3 separate regions of the Sus scrofa genome follow, and regions 1 and 3 are each linked to region 2. A link is a contact called in public Hi-C and HiChIP or PLAC-seq data. All regions are on one chromosome and are shown on one strand. Each heading gives the region's core, a stretch centred on a gene start, on an enhancer-like site or on the middle of the called end of the contact. The rest is flanking DNA. Distances are from core to core; before and after follow the strand shown.

Evidence for each region. Hi-C and Micro-C count contacts between places; a contact is called where the count stands out from the background. HiChIP or PLAC-seq counts read pairs in DNA pulled down with a chosen protein or histone mark.
Region 1: an H3K27ac HiChIP or PLAC-seq map of alveolar macrophages shows a contact between it and region 2. The contact joins two enhancer-like sites. A contact is called at or near these places in 1 of 47 Hi-C or Micro-C datasets (liver) and 1 of 2 datasets of contacts at active chromatin or transcription factors (alveolar macrophages).
Region 3: a Hi-C map of brain shows a contact between it and region 2, with 5 times the contacts expected there. The contact joins two enhancer-like sites. A contact is called at or near these places in 1 of 47 Hi-C or Micro-C datasets (brain) and 2 of 2 datasets of contacts at active chromatin or transcription factors (alveolar macrophages and skeletal muscle).

The regions. Positions count from the first base shown.
Region 1 is chr11:15,019,480-15,022,310 of Sscrofa11.1, reverse strand. No RefSeq gene overlaps it. Among named protein-coding and RNA genes, the nearest start is that of FOXO1, 390 kb to the left of the region's middle. Within about 2 kb of position 1,495, at least 24 of the 83 cell types and tissues checked have an H3K27ac peak or open chromatin away from gene starts, as enhancers often do. A contact at or near this core is called in alveolar macrophages and liver, where this site is marked.
Region 2 is chr11:15,249,860-15,252,639 of Sscrofa11.1, reverse strand. No RefSeq gene overlaps it. Among named protein-coding and RNA genes, the nearest start is that of FOXO1, 160 kb to the left of the region's middle. Within about 2 kb of position 1,414, at least 29 of the 83 cell types and tissues checked have an H3K27ac peak or open chromatin away from gene starts, as enhancers often do. A contact at or near this core is called in alveolar macrophages, brain, liver and 1 more, where this site is marked.
Region 3 is chr11:15,083,694-15,086,729 of Sscrofa11.1, reverse strand. No RefSeq gene overlaps it. Among named protein-coding and RNA genes, the nearest start is that of FOXO1, 320 kb to the left of the region's middle. Within about 2 kb of position 1,654, at least 27 of the 83 cell types and tissues checked have an H3K27ac peak or open chromatin away from gene starts, as enhancers often do. A contact at or near this core is called in alveolar macrophages, brain and skeletal muscle, where this site is marked.

The DNA.
Region 1 (2,831 bases), core at 246-2,745, 230 kb after region 2:
CAAAACAGTTTTTTTGGAAATGAGGGCTTTGCTCTGGGGGTTATGGTATGGGCATGAGCATGGTCTTGAAGCATTTGTTAAGACTGATGTCTAGTCAGAGCAAAAGATGCTAAGCATTTGATTCCAGACATTGGTCTTTCCCTCTCCACACCAGAGAGACAAAGAACTGGAAGATGAGGTGCACATCTGACATACTCCGGATTTGTTATAGGTGAGAAAGGATCAAACCCTGTCCGTCAGCTCTCTGTCCAGCTGATGTGATGCCAACTAGAAATCAGCCAGAACATGCAGTCTGAGGAGAGAGATTAGAAAACAACTCTCTTTGGCTTTGAGTGGAGATTTGAAAAATAGAAAAGTATTTAAAATATGACTGACTTTTTTCAAGTTAGATATTAATTTGTTTAGCTAAGATGTCACTGTGCTATAACCTGAAGACATGAAAATAACATGGGTTTCATACTTGAGGAGCCCACAAGCTAATGGGTAAGATGAATGTGCAAATAAACAATTCAGTTAGTATGTCTATAAGAGGGTGGCAGTGAGAACAATGACCTTTTTAAAGGAATGGGGAAGGTTTCTTGGAGCAGGTGATGCTGGAGGATACAAAAGCTAGTTTTGGTCATTGGAAAAGCAAGATTATTCAAGACAGAGGAGGTAGTGTAAACAAAAGCACAGGGACATGAAAGTTAGGGATGATTAGTTAAAATGGCCAGTGATTCATAAAATATGGGTAAAAATCCAAATTAAGATGGAGATTACTCATGAAAATAAAGAGAATTTCTGAAAGATGTTTCTGTACTCAAAAGGTCAGCACTCTGAAGAGCACAGCTGTAGAGCAATGTGTCTTCAAAGTTGAATGTGCATAGAATTTGAGTTGGAATCTCACTAAAATGCAGGTGCTGATTTAGTAGGTTTGAGTGGGGCTAGAGGTTGTGATTTCTAACGGGCTCCCAGGTGATGCTGATGGTGCTGGCTTGCAGAGCACTCTGCAGATATGAATAGCGAGTGAGAGAAGGCCAGTGATAAGCCTAGCAGGTTGGTGTGTGTATGTGTGTGTGTATGCGTGCGTGCGTGCGTGCGTGCGTGCGTGCGTGTGTGCGTGTGTGTGTGTGTGTGTGTGTGTGTGTGTGTGTGTGTGTTTGCGCATGCGCACACTTGCAAGATGTGAAGCCAGTCATCAGTAGGCAGCAACCGAAGTTTGTCAGCAGAGCGGTGACAAGATCACATCTGTGTCTAGTGACAGGGTGAAGAATAGCTGCGAGTGGGTGGGACAGGGCATAGGGTGGGAGGCGGCTCCAAGAGTCTAGGGACCGATTTTGGAGCCTAAACGTTACCAGTGGCAGCAGGAAGAGAGAGGATAGGGCTGGTTCAGGAGACATGTAGGAGGTGAGACAGACAGGGCATGCCGATTGACAGGGCAGGAGGAGGAGGAGAGGATCAGTCGCAGAAGGGTCTGTCACGAAGAAGGAAGTTGGGGGCCGTCATGATGACGTATCTAGTGCAGGAAGGGGAAGTGGTCAGATCTGGGTGAAAGGAGCCGAGAGGTCATCCACGCAGGGCTTCTCAGAAGGCGGTTACGAACCAGCCCAGGGTCTAGGAGAGCTGGATTCAGTCCTGAGAGGTACAGTGCTAAGAGAAGGGAGCCAAGGAGTGGATGAAGGAGTCCATACAGGATGGCCCGGGGGTAGGAGAAGAAGAGCAGACAGTCATCAGAGCGAGTAGAAGCCAGGGGTTCAAGACACAAGTCATATCAATGCCCAACACTGCAGAATGGCCGCATAAGGGTGAGGGAGAATTAGCATTTAAGTGTTTCAGATGACAATGGGGCGGCGGCTCCAAAAGCCCTGTGGATGCAGGGCCATCTGTTAAGAGGTCAGGAAAGTGTGGTAGACAGAATGATGGTTCCCCAAAGAGGTACCAGCCCTAATCCCGGGAACCGTACCTCACATGGCAGAGACTTGGCAGCTGTGACCTAAGGTATGGACCCTGAGCTGGGGAGGTTATCCAGACGAGGGGAGATTAGCCAGACTCTAGTCACCTGAGTCCTTTTAAGTGGAAGAGGAGGCGGAAGGGTGGCCGGAGAGAGAGGGCCTGACCCTTTCATCCCCTATTGCTGGGTGTGAAGGTGGAGGACGGGAGCCATGAGCCAGGGACAGCGATGGCCTCTGGAAGCCAGAAACAGTTCTGGTTTCCAGCTGTGAAGCAAATGGAGCTCTTGGTCTCACCACTGCCAGGAATCCTGCCGACAACCTGAACAGGGAAGATACGGATTTTCTGCTAGAGCCCCCGGGATAGAACGCAGCCTGCCCACACCTTGACGTTGGTCTGCTGAGACCCATCCCAGACTTCTGACCCACAAAACTACAAGATGAAGAGATGGATGGTGTTTTAGCAGCTGTTTTTTGGTCATTTGTTACAGCGGCAATAGGAACCCAATATGGGGGTTCACATCTAGAGTTATAGCAAAAATGAAAAAGCCAGCTACTCTCCCAAGATGTTTGAAGGTTAAAAGCATGAGATTATGGGAGTTCCTATTGTGGTGCAGTGGTAATGAACTGGAGTAATATCCATGAGGACGTGGGTTTGATCCCTGACCTCACTCAGTGGGTTAAGGATCTGGCATTGCCATGAGCTGAGGTGTAGGTTGCAGACAGGGCTTGGATCTCACATTGCTGTGGCTGTGGTGCAGGCCGGCAGCTTTGTTCCGAGCCTGGGAACGTCCATATGCCATGAGTATGGCTCTAAGAAGCAAAAACAAAAAAAACGAAAAAAAAAAAAAAAAAAAACACAAAACCATGAGATTTTGAAGCTTGGAAATGTGTTGATGGGGC
Region 2 (2,780 bases), core at 165-2,664:
TTCCCCGAGGCGCCGCTCCCGGGGCCTGCCAAGTCCCACGAGTCCGCAAACTGGGGAAGCGCTTTCAAAGCGAGGCCTTCGCCCTCCTTGGCAGGCTCCTCAAAGCCGGCCTGGCTCCCCTGCGCCCTGGAGAGCCTGCAAAAGGCTCTTTTTGTTCCCGCTGCTCAATGGGGACATCCTCGGCGGGGCGGGAGCTGGAGGACACTCGAGGCAGGGCCACTTGGGTGGGGAGCGGCAGGGGGCCGTGAGCTGGGGAGGGGTCCAGGGCTGCAAGGCGGCTGGGAACTGTTCCTGGGAATAGTGGTTAAGAATCCAGACACACGGCCTGATAGATCCTTTTAGAGGCTGGAGGCAAAGAGCGCTTATGCTTTTTTGGTTGCTTTTATTTGTTCAGTTGCATGGCAGTGTTTGGTATACAAATAACACCTCAGCTCTGTGGCGGTGGGTCCTTAGGAACAGACAGAGGGAGAAATTGCCTGGGAATGCAGGGACTTCAAGACATGGCACTTTTTTAAAAAACAAAAAACTTTGCTTCCGGACCTCAACTGATAATTTTTCACAGAAAGGTGGGTTTGTCATCACTTCTGAAGTAAAGGCCATCTGAGGCTCGTATGAGCGTGATTAATACCAGAGTCCAGCTTAGAAATCACGGGGGACGGCCCAGAAAACGTTGTCAAGCAAAAATACCATTTCTGCTTATAGCAACACAGAATTCTGGGCCCATGAAGCAATCCCTGAGGTCTGTTCCACCCTTTGTCTCTGGCAAACATTTTTAATCGAAATCTTTTAATAGGGAGCTTGATGGCTCTAATTCATTTATGTTAATCTCTTAAGATGTCTTGACTTAGCTATTTATTTATAAAAATTGATCATAAAATATCTCTGAACCAGCTAACGGTTTGTATGTTTTCTCTAAAATATAAAAAGTAAATTTTACTGGGACCCGATGAAAAGTGAATTAAAGCGATTCCTTAAGTACAGCAAGAATGTCGGGGGAAGAAAATGCATGATTTCTCTCTTGAACAATTCTTAGTAAGCTTAAAAAAAACCCAACCAAACAGCAACAACAAACTAAACAAAACAATAACAAAAGACCTCTCCAATACTGTAGTTGGTCTCTTAGCACCCAGTTTTCTGACCTAACTTGTCACCCAGTGTTTAAGTGGATTTGGGCATTATCTTGCAAACATACCATTTCCAAGGAAGGTCGGGAATTGGTTTGCTTTTGCCACGCATTTACAAAGCGGGCTATCGAACTGGTTCACAAGCAAAACAGAGGCCCTGGAAAGACGATATGCCTTCCTTCCTGACGCAGATATTTCAGGATTGGGGAAGCAGGGTTTCCTGTGTTCTCACAAGGGGTTGAGATAAAGAAGCCCCGGGCAGTCGCAGAAAGAATTGAGCCTGGACTGAGCTGGAGGCAGTTGTTTGCGTGTGCCTTCTCCGAGAAGATGCATGTGGACAGGATGTGACGTGGGGTGGGGTTTGGAGCCGGGAGGGTTCTCTCGAAGCCGGTGCTGTTAGCTCCCGAGGAAGCTCAGCGTTTCTCCTCCTCCTTCCTTCCCCCGCCAGACCCCGCGGTGCCAGCCTTGGTTGTATGTCTGACCTCTGTCTCCTTCACACCAGGGGAGCCATCGTGGTGCCCTCTGGGAATGTTTATTTAGTCTACATTTTTGTTCCCCTAGTTTCTAGGCTCCACTAGAGGCAAAACAGAGAAGTAGGTAAAATTTGCCTTCTGTATATTTCCCCATCCTCATCCAGTTTCCCTTTCTGTGTTTTGCCCCCCCCCCCCCCCACTTCCCATTGGCTGTGCTGCAGCTTAGGAGCCGCTCCTGCCTGAATGAAAGTCATTTGAACATTTATTTCATCCAAAGATACTGGTGTCTGGTAACAGAGGCCTCTTCCAGATATTTACTGCATTTAAAAGAAATCTATGGGAGTTCTATGTGGCTCAGTGGAAACAAACCTGCCTAGTATCCATAAGGTTGCAGGTTCGATTCCTGGCCTGGCTCAATGGGCTAAGGATCCAGCGTTGCTGTGAGTTGTGGTGTAGGTTAGGTCAGCAGCTGCAGCTCTGATTTGACCCCTAGCCTGGGAATTCCATATGCTGCAGGTTTGGCCCTAAAAAGGAGAAAAAAAAAAAAAAAAGACGTCTATGAAAGAAAGATCAATAGCTACCAGATGTAATAATAATACTGATAGTAATATACCCACATGGAAGGAGTAATCCAATAACATAGTAAGAAAAAGTTTATGTTTATTGGGTGGGCAGGAATAGATGGAAAGAAAATGGGAGGAATTATAAGAGGTAATGGATCCTACTTGATTTCTGAAGCTAATTGAGAAATAGACGTTTAAGTATCTTATTTAAAATGGGAAAGATAACCACTATTTCAACTGAAATTCAGACCTTATAGTAAAAGAAAACAGGAAATATAAATGTAGCATTAAAAGTGAAAAAGAGGAGTTCCCGTCGTGGCGCAGTGGTTAACGAATCCGACTAGGAACCATGAGGTTGCGGGTTCGGTCCCTGCCCTTGCTCAGTGGGTGAAGGATCCGGCGTTGCCGTCAGCTGTGGTGTAGGTTGCAGATGCGGCTCGGATCCCGCGTTGCTGTGACTCTGGTGTAGGCCAGTGGCTATAGCTCCGATGAGACCCCTAGCCTGGGAACCTCCATATGCCGCGGGAGCGGCTCAAAGAAATAGCAAAAAGACAAAAAAAAAAAAAAAAAAAAAAAAAAAAAAAAAGTGAAAAAGATATTTAAGATACTAGTATCAGGAC
Region 3 (3,036 bases), core at 405-2,904, 170 kb after region 2:
GTAAGATGCTTTGGGCAATTCCTCACTGCCTGTCCTCTCTACTAGGCAGGGAGCTCAGTGAGGGCAGAGCTCCGTCCTGCTCACCATCATTTCTCCCTGCGGGCCAAGCCGGCGCCCGGCAGGAGCACAGCAGCATCTGCTGAGAGCATGAATCAGTGGGTATCTCCAGATGCCTGCAAGACTTGGGTTGGTTTACTCTCCCCGCCATTCCCACAGGCTCAAATTCCAGGTGGGCCTTTTGCATCTAGACTCTTGACCTCCATCGAAAGAGGAAGGACAGAGGATGCAGCAAACTCTGTGTGAATACTTCAAAACCAGGTCCACGTCCCCGTTCCACCTGGGAAAGGTCCTATTGAGAACCTTTATGACTGTGCTTTGAAAATGGTCCGCTGGGAAGAAGGGGGTGCCTGCCCTGCTCTCAGCGACCCTCCGCATGCCGCCTGATGCCTGAGATGCTGATGGTCACGCAGTGCCCAGGTGGAGGTGATGCGTATGCTCCAGGCGCCCCGGGCGACTCCAAGGGCGAAAAGCAATCTCCTTCACGAGGCGGCAGAGCGTGTCAGGGTGAATGCTGCATTCAGGCCGGTGCTTGGAGCTGTCGATGGCGCTCTGTGAAAGCTCTTTGTTTCTCCCTGGCATGTGGATGCACAGGCTTTGATGTTAGAATTTTGGCTCATTAATAACTAATTTACATTTCCCAGACAGCAAATTGTGATCTGACACAAATTTTTATAAAAGAACTCCAAATGGTGAAACTCTCTTATACAATGAGTCCTTTGTGGGTTTTTTCCCCTCTTCTTCTCTTCCTAACTTAAGGAGTTTGTGATTAAAATTTTAATGCAATCGATGAAATCTCATGGGCTACTTAAAAATAAAACACCATCTTATTTCCTTCCTCTCTGAGCCCATGACAGCGGGCTGCTCCTCTGGGGGTCTTTTAAGTGCTACAATTGCTTTTTCATCTGCTCTGAGCCTCAGATGGAGTAGCATGAACCAGAGGAAAGGCGCGGGGCAGGGACTGGAAGTGGTGGCAGAAGGCAGCGGTGCGGCGCCCTCCAGCTTCCTGAGTTCCTGTGCAGGTTCCAGGGTGGTGGATTTTCATAGGGTGGTCTCGCTGGTCTCCAGGGAGTCTCCAGGGAGCTTGCGAGGTGATTCTCACAGCTCCAGATGCCTCAAAGCCTCAATAGGTCATTTTGGAAACACAGATGGCTGATCAGAGCTCTCAGATGAGAAATTTATATTTGAAACAAATATGTTGTTCTCTCTTGCTTATTACCTCGTGGAGGACCAGACACCTCATGGAAATCATGGTGCTTTGGGAGTATTTGACCCCAGGTTTCTTTGGGAGCACACAGAGGTCAAGGGAAGTTGCAAAAGAGCTCTCGGGAGGCAAATCTGGGTGCCTGTGGCTCCTCCCTCCCCCACGCCTCATGCATCTTTGCTGAAGGCTTTGTCATCCTGGGTGTTGGTGACTCATGTCTTAGTGGGGGAGGCAGGCAGGGCTCTCCCCATGATGGAAGGAGAAACTGCCATGTGCTTCCTGTCACCTGGAAACACCTTCCCCAGATCTCAAAGGGGTAGGTAAGGAGATGGAGCTGAGACGGGACCCACGAGCCGCCCCTGGGCAGGGCAGCCGGGTGGGGCCCGGCCAACAGGACACTGAGGAGCTTGGCCGATTGCATCACTCCTGGCAAGAGGCTGTGTCTACTGAGTTACTCTTTGCTGGGAGAAAGAGTTGAGGGAACAGCCCTGGGCTTGTTGTGTGGAATGGAAACATACCCAGCCTGAAAAGATTTTGAAACTGGCACCGCTTGAGGTCAGATTTTAAATGGTCGCCCAGCGTGAGCCAAATTGACTCCATGCAGAGAAGCAACAGGCCACCCCGGTTCCCTATATTATTTTCATAACAGAAAGAATGTATTAGGAATTCCAGGCAACACCTCCCCACCTGGACACCGTCCCAGATTCTAACTCATCTGTTCATGCCTTTTCAAACGAGCCTTTGACAAAGAGGCTCTTTTTCTCTCCAACCTCTTCCCGAGCAGACCAGTGAAGGACTCTGAGACTCCGCTCCCAGCTTTGGTTGGAGGAGGTGAGAAACCCGAGAACCGTGCTCTGAGCAGCGTGGCTCCGTGGAAGGGTGCTGGGAAAACGGCAGTGCTGATGGGGGCGGCCTCTGGTTCAGATAATAAGGCCTCTCTTAGGGGTGGCACGAGGCACACCTGCCATCGCCTGGCTTGGACATCAGGCTGTGTGGGACAGAGGGGACTGAATTCGGCAGTCGTTCCTGTTAGATCCTCTGCGAAACAACTCTCCCGGGGACGTGCCCATGTGTGGAAGTCCCCCGGCTGCGCTGGCGTGTCAGGAGGACTCCGGAGAGCATTCTGCGATGCCCCGGGGGAAGAAGGAAAGCCTGGTGTGTGTCCTGACAATAATAGGGTCTTTCTCGACACCTAGAACATCGCTGACCTTTAAAACAGAAGGCTGCTCTCACGCTTGCTAATTTTACCCTCTTGGATCCCGAACAGCTCAGATAACACTTGACTATTTTTCTAAGTCAGAGAGACCAGACTGGATTTTCTCAGAAAGGAGTCCATTCTGTTTCCAGCCACAGAGGGAACAACAACAACAAAACCCTCCCAATTTTCTCATTACTGTAAACACCATAGGTTTTCCCGGCTCTGCTGGACTCAGCTTCTCCCACCGGTGGGTAGATTTTGGAGTCAGGTTAGGGTTGAATCCTGGTTCCACTGGCTCATGAACTTGGATTTGTTACTTAATCATCCTGAGCTATGGTTTCCTCATCTGTACACAGCTGATAATTTGTTGTGAGGTGACTGAGATGCAAAGTTCTTAGCCCCTGGCCTGGCACACAGTCAGTGCTCGAAGGGAGCTGTTGATGTGATGATGGGGCCTGTGGAGGTGGCATCCTGTGAAGTGAGGAAGCTGGAGCACTCGAGCGTCGACATGGCCGTTGTGATGGCATCCAGATTTCGGGGCAACGAGAGACCCCTGTGGGGTTCAGATACCAACCAG